2 separate regions of the Gossypium hirsutum genome follow, and region 2 is linked to region 1. The links are chromatin contacts, called in public Hi-C maps. All regions are on one chromosome and are shown on one strand. The core of a region is the stretch at or near the end of the contact, and the rest is flanking DNA. Distances in the headings are between cores, read along the strand shown.

Region 1 (5,801 bases), core at 1,104-3,603:
AATACCATAATTACTTGGATTTTTAAAATATAGGAATCAATTCTAATGTTTTTATAATTAAAGTATAAATTCAAGGCACTAACAAATTGAATTTTTTTTTGTTAATATAGGAATTTTGATTTGTTGATTATAATGTGCAAAATCAAAATAAAGTATACAATCTGATCTAGAATCCGCAAATTACAAAAAAAAAAATTTAATTTAAATTGTCAAGCTAGACATTGATGATGTTAAACGGAAGAAAAAAAATTTTATTATATTTTTTTGAAATACTCTGTTAAAATTATTTGTATACAATTTAATATTTTTAGTTTAAACATTATACTATATTTTAAATTTATTTTTTTAAATTGTTTATATTTTAACAATTCAACTCTTGAATTTATCAAGATACTTGTATTTGTCATGCACATAAAATTTTGAGTTAATCCAATATATCTATCATATCAATGAAAAATATTGTCTATGTTAATATATATTTAATGATCGAAATTTTTTTTTACATAAAACAAATAGTTAGAAAATTTTAATTTAAGCTCAATTTGACATGCATAATTTACTTAAATTATTAAAATATTAATCATTATAAAAAATTACAGAATGATGTAAATTCATTTTAATTTTACACTCAATGTCTCTTTATATATATACTTATGCAATTATGTTTAAAGATAATTTATAAAATGTAGAACTGATGGAACAGGAAAAAGTTTTAGAATTATATTGGAGAGATGAAATGTTAGCAGCAACACACACCAAAATAAATCTCAAATCTAAACCATACATTCTGTAGAAAGATTTGAGAATATAGTTATAATTTTGGTCTCTTGAACGCCAGTTTCTCAATCACATCTCACTTTCTACTTTCTAGTTTAAGCCAAACCATCTTATTTGTCTTCCCTCAAAGCATTTAGCAGGAAACACTCATTTTTCCTTGTTAAGAATATGAATTAGAAAGGTGCTAGCTAAGTTTTGTTATTGAGCTAGCTAAGTTTTGTTATTAAGTTAAGTTTGTTAGTTTGTTATTTCAGCAGTTGAGTTGTTAGCAATGACAATTACTAATGTACTCTATAAATATCATAGTGTAAAACAAAGAACAGAGAATAAAAAGAATTCATTCATACTAGATATATTTTCCAGTTTTCAATATTTGAGATAGTGTTATTTCTTTACACAATATATTTCTCACCGAAGGTGTTAACATTGTATCAGTCGCCTAAGGTGATGGAGATTTGTGTACATGACCACCACGACTTCTGCAGATTCTGCCTCCGTCGAACATGGAGGTTCGGTGTTCACTGAGGCTAGGCTTGTTCACTCGTTCCCGCATCATGAGATTGTCAAATTGGATGAACGCACATTTGTTCAGTGGAAGCAACATGTTAGATTGATAGTTGAAAGATACGAGCTAACTGGTTTTTTGGATGGGATGGTATCTGCAACACCGCGATTTGTGCCAACTTTCGAAGGCTCGCTTGTTCCGAATCCGGATGCCTCGGCGTTTATTTAGCAAGATCGGTTACTCATTTCTTGGCTACTGTCCACGATTAGTTCCTCACTTCTCTCATCCTTTACAGAGGCACGAATGGCGTGTGATGTGTGGAACAATGCCACTCATCTCTTCACAGCCGTTATAGGTACAAAAATCTCTCGACTTTGCCATGATATATATTCAATAAAAAAGGCAGTTTATCAGTGATGGAGTATATAGCGAAAATTCAAAACATAAGTGTGTTGATCGAAGCTTCCGGATCTCAGATCTCGGAGGCAAAGAAAGTAGAAATTGCGCTTGTAGGTTTACCTCAAGAGTTTGATTCGGTCATCACCCTCACGTCGTTTTTGTCGGAGCCTCTACCGCTTCAGCGTTTAGTCAATGTGCTGCTTGAATATGAGAGTCAGTCCGCGTGTGTGGTACAGGATGTACCTCTTTGTGCGAACCTTTTGGAAGCTACTCCGTCACAGGTGGGCTCTGTTCGTGGCGGTCGGTTCTCGTCTGGAGATCGCGGTCGAGGGTTTCGCACTCGTCTTTAATGCCAGATTTGTAGGCACTTTGATAATTTTGCCCAGCGATACTACTTCCATTTTAATCGTGAGTTTGTTGGCTCTTCATCTGGTGACCGAATGTCCAATCTGGTGGACAGTCATAGTCGTGGTGCGTCGGGTCCGTCGCCGCTCTCTGGATCTGTCTTGGTGGAATCAGAAGTTAATTTGTTGGGAGAACAGGTGTGGCCGTCTGTTGAGCCTCGCCAGTTTCAAAATAATAGGATTTCTAACCCATTTTACAGGATAATGCTGGTCGGGTTTACTATGGGCCTTATGAGGATCAATTTGGGCAATCGACATATAGGTGCACTAACGATAGGCCATCTAGGCCGCTTGGACACTTTGATGGACCTGTTTATCCTAGGCCGAATGGGTTTGATTTGTTTAATGGATATTCTGGCCTAAGTCAACAGTTTAAGGGAGCTTCCTCTTCTTTTGGGCTGTCAATTCCTGCTCCACCACTTGGGCCGATTTCAAACTGTGTAAAATGTGTTCCTTCTCTGGGTCATGAACAAGCTCGTGGGGTCTCAGGTGTTGCTAATGTGTTTGGGCCTTCTGTTCCCTGGCGGACCAAGCCAAGGGCTTATGTATACACTAGGTTCGACCCATGCATTGGGCTTCCTCGTCTATCAGACTTGTATGCTTCTGATGTTTCTAACTCTACTGAGTCTCAAATTAATGCCACTCAATTTGATTCAACCTATACAGACACTGAGTCTTATATTCCTATGCCTGTTGGATCGACCACTTGGTATCCAGATTTAGGTGCTAAACATCATGTCTATCGCGATACGTCTGCTTTGCATAACTCTACACTATATTCAGATACATATTCTCTTTTGATGAGTGACGGGACTCCCGCCAAGATATCGTGTATCGATAATTCGGTTGTAACTACACAGTCTAAATTGTTTCATCTGTCTAATGTTTTATGTGTACTTAATATCCGGAAGAATTTTCTGTCTGTCTCTTATTTTGCCACTGACAATAATGTGTTTTTTGAATTTCATCCGATGTATTGTGTGGTTAAGGACATCGTGACTTAGGAAATTTTACTAAAGGGCCACATTTGTGATGGGCTCTATCATTTTTCTCCGTCGGTTACGTCTGCTCAGTCTATTGAAGCTTCGCCTCCTACTTATGTTGGTTTCTAGAATAAAGGTGACAGTGGTGCTATTTTTCTCTGTGGCACAAAGAACTTGGTCATCCCTCTGCTTCTGTTGTTAAGATTGTTCTCAATAAATGTAAAATTGCCTCTGATAAATGTTGTCTTGACAATATTTGTACTGCCTGTCAAAATGAAAAATCTCATAAGTTGTTGTTTTTCAAATCTACTATTGAATATAATGATCCGTTTGCTTTGGTTGTCTCTGATCTGTGGGGGCCTACATCAATTGCATGTGGTCGTAATTGGTATTATGTGTCTTTTATTAATATGTGCACTCATTTTACGTGGCTTTATGTTATTCGTCAAAAGTCTCAGGTAGTAGATTATTTTTTTCAGTTTCAGCAGTTAGTCAAAACTCAGTTTGGGAAGATTATAAAATAATTTCAGAGTGATTAGGGTGGAGAATTTTGGGTTTTCACGTCTGTTTTAGCAAGTCAAGGGATTATTCATCGGTTATCTTGTCCACATACCTCTGAGCAGAATGGGGTGGCTAAATACAAACATTGGCATATTGTTAACATGGGTATCACATTTCTGGCTCAAGTGAATCTCTCTATGGAATATTGAGGTTATGCATTTTGCTGTGCTGTTCAACTCATCAATCGTCTTCCTACTTCGTTCTGAATGGTCAAACTCTATATAAGGCTCTTTATGGACAAGATCCCACATATGATCATTTACGTATATTCGGGTGTTGTTGTTACCCATATTTACGTCCATTTATGCGTCATAAGTTGGAGTTTCATTCTCCACCTTGTACATTCTTGGGATATAGTCTTCAACACAAAGGATATCAATGCCTTTTGCCATATGGTAAAATTATTGTTTCGCGTCATGTTGTGTTCAATGAGTAGCGGTTTTTGTATCCTTCATCAGCTACAAGGGGACTCATGTCTTCGTCAGATTCTATAACAACTTTTGTTCCATTTGTTACGAAGGTTTTTGCATCAAATTCAGATCCTGGTTTTTACTCATCACCCTCTCTCTCTGATACTCCTCTGGCTGCGGTGAGATTTGACACTGAGCAACAACGATCTGTCTCCTTACCTTTTGGTGATAGTAATCTTGGTCCTACTATACCTACCATTAGTACTCCATCTGTTTCACCTCCATCAGCCTGTCTGCCTCTAACAAATACTCATACAATGGTTACTTGGTTTAAAGCTGGCCTTTTTAAGCCCAAAGCTTTGTCTGTTGAAGTTTTTTAACCTCACACAATTGAGGAGGCCTTTTCTACCATAGAATGGCGTGCTGCTGCTCAAGTTGAATATATATGATGCTCTTATTAAAAATTTCACATAGTAGCTTATTCCGTTACCACCGAATCGCAAGGCAATTGGGTGTAAATGGCTTTTCAAAGTTAAGAAGAATCCTATTGGCACTGTTGCCCGTCACAAAGCTCGATTAGTTGCAAAAGGATGTTCTTAAGTACCTGGGTCTGATTTCCAAGAGACATTCAGTCCGGTTGTAAAACCTACTACTATTCGTGTCATTCTGTCCATTGCTATCTCAAAAGGGTGGCAGCTCCAAGCAGATGTGAACAATGCATTTTTGAATGACGATCTTATTGACGAGGTGTTCATGCAGCAACCTCCAAGGTATGTTCAATATGATTCCAGTGGAAAACCTTTGGTCTGTAGTCTGAAGAAAGCCTTATATGGGCTTCGTCAGGCTTCGCGTGCTTGGTTTGATAAGTTGAAGAATTTTCTTCTTTCTATGGGCTTTGTTGTATCTAAATATGATGCGTCTTTATTTGTTCGGGTTACCACTAGCTCTACTCTCTACGTCCTTGTATATGTGGATGACATTATTATTACTGGAAATGAGCCTGGTTGTATAAATAATTTTGTTCAGCAGTTGAATGGTGAGTTTTCACTTAAAGATATGGGTGATCTTTATTATTTTCTAGGGATTGAGGTTACTCGTTCTTCCAACGGGCATCTTCATCTTCGTCAGAAAAAATACATTAACGATCTACTTGACATGAGTTCTATGTCGCATGCTAAACGGGTTCATACTCCAATGGTTAGCTCATCTACTCTTTCCAAAAATAATGGCGATCGTTTGTGTGATCCTACTGAGTACAGAAGTCTTGCAGGTGCTTTATAGTATGTGGTCCTAACTCATCCTGATATTGTTTATGCGGTAAACCATATCTGCTAGTTCATGCATGCACATACTAATGTTCATCTGGTAGTATTAAAATGAATTCTGCGATATTTGTGTGGAACAGTCGATTATGGGATTGTTTTTCGTCCATCTGACCGACTTTCGTTAGTTGGATATGCGGATGCTAACTGGGGGCTGGATTTTGATGATCGACGCTCTACGACAGGCTACTGTGTGTATTTTGGTCACACACCTGTCTCCTGGTGTTCAAAGAAACAACAAGTTGTTTCCCGTTCTACGGCTGAGGCTGAGTATCGGAGTCTTACTGCTGCTACAAGTGATGTCGCTTGGTTAGTTTTACTGCTACAAGAGTTACACCTTCAAAGTGTTGATCCACTTACCATTTGGTGTGACAACTCTAGTGCGGTTGCTGTTGCAGCTAATCCTGTGTTACATTCTAAATTTAAACAATTCGAGCTTG
Region 2 (6,483 bases), core at 2,728-5,227, 98 kb before region 1:
AGGCTAGTGGGTTGAAAAGTATTGGGCTAGGGTTAATTTTATTGGGCCCGGGCATATTTGGGCTCTACACATGACATATAAAGTTCATATTTGAAATGAAAAGTTATGTTTAAAGTTTATCCGAGCTTACTGAGCATTTATTACTTACGTTATTGTTTTTCTCTTACTTTACAAATTATCAGAAGCTCGATTGGGTTGGAAGCTAGTCGCGGATCCATCACACTATCCATCGGTTATATCGGTACCTATGGATGTTTTTAAGTTCAATTTAATGGCATGTATAGGCTTTTTGGTTGTTGAAGTTTTCATATGCTTGACTTGTATTTAGGGTTTTGTGTGTTAATCTGAACTTAGTTTGTTATGTAAATATTTAGTCTTAAAGTGGTTGTTACCTTTGATCATGATGCTTAGATGATTAAGGATGAGATGGTAGTCTAAAATGGAAGCTATAAATGTCTTGTGATGTGTTGGAAATGTGATGAATTGGTACATTGTTTTATATGAAATATATGTATGTTTTAGTGCTAATTGTTGAATGGAAATTTTGGTACCAATTAGTATGTTTAGTAGCTGGACTCAATGGTTGGTTATTGATCTAAGATTAGTTCAAGTTTAGTTGAACATTTTAGTCAAATTGAGATTGTATTTATACAAGATTAAATGTTAAGTTTAAGGTGCCCCATGGGCATATTGGTTGTATGTTTGTTTACCTTAAGTTTATAGCTTGATTATGCTTGAATTCGGTGCCTTGTTATGGCTTGTACTTATGTAAAATTTTGGTTGTAGGTTCATGACACTTTGGGTGAGAAAAATGGCTTGTAAAATGGCCTATTTTCGTCCACACGGGTAAAGACATGGGCGTGTGTCTCAGCTGTGTGTGACACACGGCCGGGTGACACGATCGTGTGTCCCCTGTAGCTTTCAAAGGGTTACAAGTCAGGCTGTTACACGGCCTGGAACACAGGCGTGTAGGGTTATTTTGAAGGGCACCCTGCTTGGCACATGGACATATGGCTTGGTCGTGTGACCTAAGTCAGTGAGTTACAATGGCACACTACCATGATTACTATACGACTTTTTTTTCTCAAATATTATACAACATTAGACAATCATTTGAAAATAATATACTACGAAGGTTCATTAATGAACCTTATGAACCCATCAATATTTAATAATCTAACTCAAAATTTTGATCATATTTAGAAAAAATAAAATAATAATTACAGTCATATGTTAAAAAACATCAAGGCTTTTTACCAATCAAAATTTTACTCAATAAATCCTAGATAAAGAATCAAAATCAATGGTGAGATAAAATCTTTCACTATCCTAAAAAAGATAGAAGTATAACAAGTTAATCAAATCAATCATAGTCAATCATGAATTAGAATTAAAGTTAATCAAGAGAAAATATTTTTTAAAAAAACTTCTTGCAGATCTTCTCATTGTGTCTAAAACCTTGAGGAAAAAATTTGATCTTTGATCCTCAAATGAATGAAATTTCATAGATATTAGAAGGTGCAAGATTGAATCCCTTTACTTGTGAATTTTTAATTTCTTTTCTTCTACCGTGGGGATCGGTTTTATATATTTCTTGACACAAAATAATAATAACTAGGTGGTCGAGTGGTTAAGGAAGAAGGATTAAAACATTTATACTTGGTTTTAGAAAAAAAAATTGGGTATTTTACTAATAGCATGTTATAAAATAAAGAATATGTGTGAATGGATTCACTATTCATGTTAACCAAACACTCGTCAGTTCATTTCATATAATTTTCGCCTCCAATCTGAAAGATTTCTTTATGAAGTTTGATTAGAAAATGTTTTATGACCAATTTTCCAAAATGGAATGCAAATCTTTCTTTTGTTCTATCTACCCCATACCATTATGGGTACCAAAATCACAAATCTAACACAATTTCAAAACAAATTTGTTGAATAAATTTTGAAAGTAGATTCTATTCATGAAATTATTTTGTACAAAGTTAAACTTACCTCATCATAAGAGGTAAATGGATGCAAAACTCCTTTGTAACAAAATTGGTGCACTTACAATATTCTAGAAAGAAAACGAAAAGCCTAACCTCCGGTAAAATCGAACTTAGAAGTATTTTTGTATTTATTATTATTTTGTTTTAGAATCATGTTTCTTTGAGCAGGATAACATGAGAATTACTACAACTGTCGTTTGGCCTCCATTGTCGAGCAATGTCCCTAGCAATTTTAACGGCGTCAGAAGCCGTTCCTAGGAGCCCTCTTCTTGTAAACCCAACTGTGTATAATCCCTTCTCTTTCCATCCGTTAGGAAACGGCGTTTTTGGCATGCCGTCTTTGTTGAAAAAATCACATCCCTATATTTCCAAAACGGGAAAAAGTTTACTGCCACTAATAAAATCAACTCTTTTAATCAATGTTTGGTGCCAAAAGAAATGGTGAAAAATCTGTCAAAATATGGTAACAAAAACCCATTTTCTTCTTGGTTTAGGCTAATGAATCCTAAAAAACAACACTATATTTGATGACAGTTACACATCACAGAGAATTTAATTTCCGGCAAACCCTAATAAACAAATATTTAACACATTTGAAGTTTGAATACATAAAATATGTTTTCTTTCATGGAGAAAAGAGGCTTCCTTTTTTCTTCCCTGCAGGGAGAAAAGAAGAGATTTGTTGGCTTGTGGGCTAAATAAATGTGTCCAAGGCAGAAAGTGATGTGTGATACACAATAAGATAGAACTAAAAACTAAACAAAATGCAACAACTCATTGTTATTACCTTGAGCCAAATAGGCACATTGCTTTTGTACCCAGTTGCCAAGATTATAGAATCAATCTCCTTTTCTTGTCCATCCATAAACTTAGCTCCATTTCCTGTTATCTCTTTCACACCTTCCATCACCTGAAATACCTAACAAAATCAACTAAACATATATATGTTGGAACAAGATGTGATTGATCGAACATGGGTCTATTTACCTTAATTTCCCCAGATTTTATCTGTGATAGTGCACCAACATCGAGCACCGGTGTCTTTCCAGTGACATTCTTGAGCTCAATTGGACCAGTTTTGGTCGCCGGAGACCTACTTGGTCAGTGTTGCCTAAGATGAAGTTAGCTACCAGCAACAGGAACTTATCAACTAGCCATAATGGGAACCATTTGATAAGCGCCATGGCTATTCCAAATGTCGAGAAACCAAACATCTCCCTTGGCAATACATGCACCTGCAAAACCGAAAAAAATCAAACATATAAACAATATATATACGTTTTTAACTATTATTTACATTAAAGTTAAGGAAGTCCGATATAGAATTAGATGAAGTTACCGTGTTTCTAACAACCATATGAGGGATTGCATTGTACCGGCAAAGGTCTAAGCTGACCTCCATGCCAGAGTTGCCGCATCCAATGACCAAAACCCTTTGGTTTTAAACTCAGAACCCGACTTATACGAACTGGTATGAACTACAGAACCGTTGAACTTGTTAATCCCAGGAATGTCTGGTATTACAGGCTCAGCATTTTCACCAGTAGCTGTAATAAGCCACCTTGAAATGTATTCAGAGTCTTGAGTTTTAACCCTCCAGAACCCCAAAATGTGATCGTAATCTGCGCTTTGTACCGCTTGGTTGAACCTAGGTTGGATTGAGAAGTGTCCAGCGTAGGATTCCAAGTAAGAGATGAACTGGTGCTTGGTTGGGTACTTGGGGAAATTGTGAGGGAAACCAAGGAGTGGCAATTCACAAAACTGTTTGGGGAGATGGAGTTTGAGACGATCATAGGTTCGAAGTTGCCATAGAGAAGCTAAGCAGTCGCTTTTCTCAAGAATAAGAGAAGGGACGCCCTGCTGAGTAAGGCAAGCTGATGTTGCTAGACCCGATGGCCCTGCACCTACAATGATAGGCCCATCAACCCAAACACAGTTTGCATCATTCTGATGGAGTTTAGAAGAACCCATGTTTGGACAATCCCGAGAAAAACAAGGATATGGGGAAAAAGAAGAGAGGACCCGAAAAGAAAACAAGGAAAAGGATAGTGGAGGAGGGCTTGAAAAGAAACAAAGAAACCCCTGCTCTCTCTACTCTCTAAAGCTCTGTTTTCTCACTTTCTTTTTGCTTGCTGAGAAAAATCTTTTGAGGATGAGTTGGGAGTTATAAAGAGAGATGAAAAGCACCCAAGAGAGAGAAGAGTAGGAGTCAATGGGAAGAATAAAAACCAGAGTGGGGGAGGGTGGGCCTTTAATGCACAAAAAAAAAAAGATTTTCTTTTTATATATGGAAAGAGTAAATATGGAAGTTAAAAAAGGGATTTGGCAGGAAGAAAGGAGGTGGTAACGGAGGCGTAGAGGTTTAGGAAAAGGATTTTGTTCTGTTTATCAACTCAAGGTCGTTTCTTCTCAGCTTCTCTCTCTTTGGCTTTCGGTTTGCAAAGAGCAGATATAAAATACATTTTAAGTATGACGTTTTCTTTTATTAGATTTAAAAAATTCATGTTTGTTTCAAATTAAGTAACAATAACTTTCTCCCTTCCGCAGTGGTTTCAAATATGCATGAGGCGAGCAGCTTAAGTTATCCGCCTCGCTTCTGACCAGAGGAAGGGGAAAGATGGTATCAAACAAGATATTACCGTCATCTATATTTTTTTAATAATTTAATGATACATTAGTATTTTTTTAAATTAAAATTTCGAAATTTAAGATAAAATTATTGATATAGCATTAACCAATTTGACAGCGATAATATATTGTTTCATACAATTATTTTTCTAGGTATAATAAAAGGCAATTACTTTTTTGAATTAATTGGTGGGAGGGTGATTGCATATTATGCGTTAAAAACTATTAATGTAATTTTATTCCAGACTTAGTTTTTTCAACCAAGAAAATATGATTTCTTTTTTGTTTAATTCATAATTTGGTATTTAAATTTAATATTTGTTAATATGGTATTTTTTTTAATATGGTATCTGTATTTCATAAAAGTTAGATATTTTGGTACTCAAAGATAACGGTGTTAATTTTCTAGTATTTAATTCAAGTTTTTGAGTTGATTTCATGAAAGTTAATTGCTAATATTATTAGGTTTGAATTTGTCATGATTATACTAATAGAAAAAAATTAGTGTGAAGTGTAAATTTGTTTAATTTTGTTTTTTAATTGTCAAATACAATCTAATGAATTTGATTTAATTTGAGTTTTAGGGTTTATTTGATGAAAATTAATTGCTAATATTATTAGTTTAATTATGAATTTTCATTAAATCAATATTAAAACTCAAACTAAACACTAAAAAACTTAACACAATTACTTTTATGTACTAAAATGTATAACTTTTGTCAAATATAGATATCATATTGAACAAAAAATAATATTGGTACCACATTAGAAAAATCAAATTATATTTTAAGCATTCCTTTTAATATTGTTGCGAAAGTAATTTTTCTCATTTAGCTGAAAAGTTAAAATTTATCTTTGAGACAAAATTAATTAATTAATTATTTTTATTATGCAATACTTGTTTGTCACAAAATAATAAAAAATTTTAATTTATTTTAAATGCTATTTAATTAAAACTTTTAAATTATATTCTAATTCAATACATATGAAATATTTAAATTTTATTTTCAATTTAGTACTATATTAATAAGATAAATAAATAAATTATTTTTATTTAAAATAAATATATTAAATTACTTGTTTGTTAATAATAAGGTAACTTTTGTAAATAATAAATATCATTGAAAAATATTAAAAAATAATTAAATTTGTATTTTATTTGATGGTAAACTTACTCATGGGTTGGGTCACCTGCCTAAACCCGAAGGTCTACTTGAAAAATGGGAGGGTTTGAACAAAATACGAGGTCCGAAAAATGGGCTTGTGGGTAAAATTTAAGGCCTGTTTTTCTATATGGGTCGAACCTTGGGCAAGATTTTTCTGCCTTAGCCTAGCCTGAATATTATCTTATAAACCAATATTATATTAATTATATATGTTCAATAATAATTATACATTTTTATTTTTATTTTTATTTATATTAAATCACTAATTCAATAACAATTAAACTCATTGCCCAAGACCTAAAAAAAACTTACCGAACTAAATAACCCATCTGGAAATATAAAATTTTAAAAATCATATTTAATACAATAAAATATGTATTATATTTATTTGTGTTTTTTAATATAAATACTTTTTAGGGTAAACTATCAAAATAGTCACTTTTGCTTGCCTCGGGTTACATTTTAGTCACTTAGTTTTGAAATGTTACGTTTTAGTCATTTATGTTATCATGTTGTAACATTTTATTCACTGAGTCGTTAATTGTCGTTTACGGCGTAACGGTAAGTTGACGTGACACATTAAATTATCATTTCAAATGAAAATTTTAAGTTAAATTATACAATTGCTCCCTATATTTTTTCCGTTCAGTTCAGGATTCGAATCCGGTAACAGTTCCAGTCCCATGAGCCTTGCA

What was found. Hi-C and Micro-C count contacts between places; a contact is called where the count stands out from the background.
Region 2: a Hi-C map of fibers shows a contact between it and region 1, with 1.7 times the contacts expected there. The contact joins two enhancer-like sites. A contact is called at or near these places in 4 of 34 Hi-C or Micro-C datasets (fibers, leaf and petal).

What each region holds. Positions count from the first base shown.
Region 1 is chrD03:16,416,098-16,421,898 of Gossypium_hirsutum_v2.1, reverse strand. No RefSeq gene overlaps it. Among protein-coding and RNA genes, the nearest start is that of LOC121215646, 88 kb to the left of the region's middle. Within about 2 kb of position 2,353, at least 8 of the 9 cell types and tissues checked have an H3K27ac peak or open chromatin away from gene starts, as enhancers often do. A contact at or near this core is called in fibers, where this site is marked.
Region 2 is chrD03:16,514,970-16,521,452 of Gossypium_hirsutum_v2.1, reverse strand. It overlaps the pseudogene LOC121215445. Among protein-coding and RNA genes, the nearest start is that of LOC121215646, 11 kb to the right of the region's middle. Within about 2 kb of position 3,977, at least 3 of the 9 cell types and tissues checked have an H3K27ac peak or open chromatin away from gene starts, as enhancers often do. A contact at or near this core is called in fibers, where this site is marked.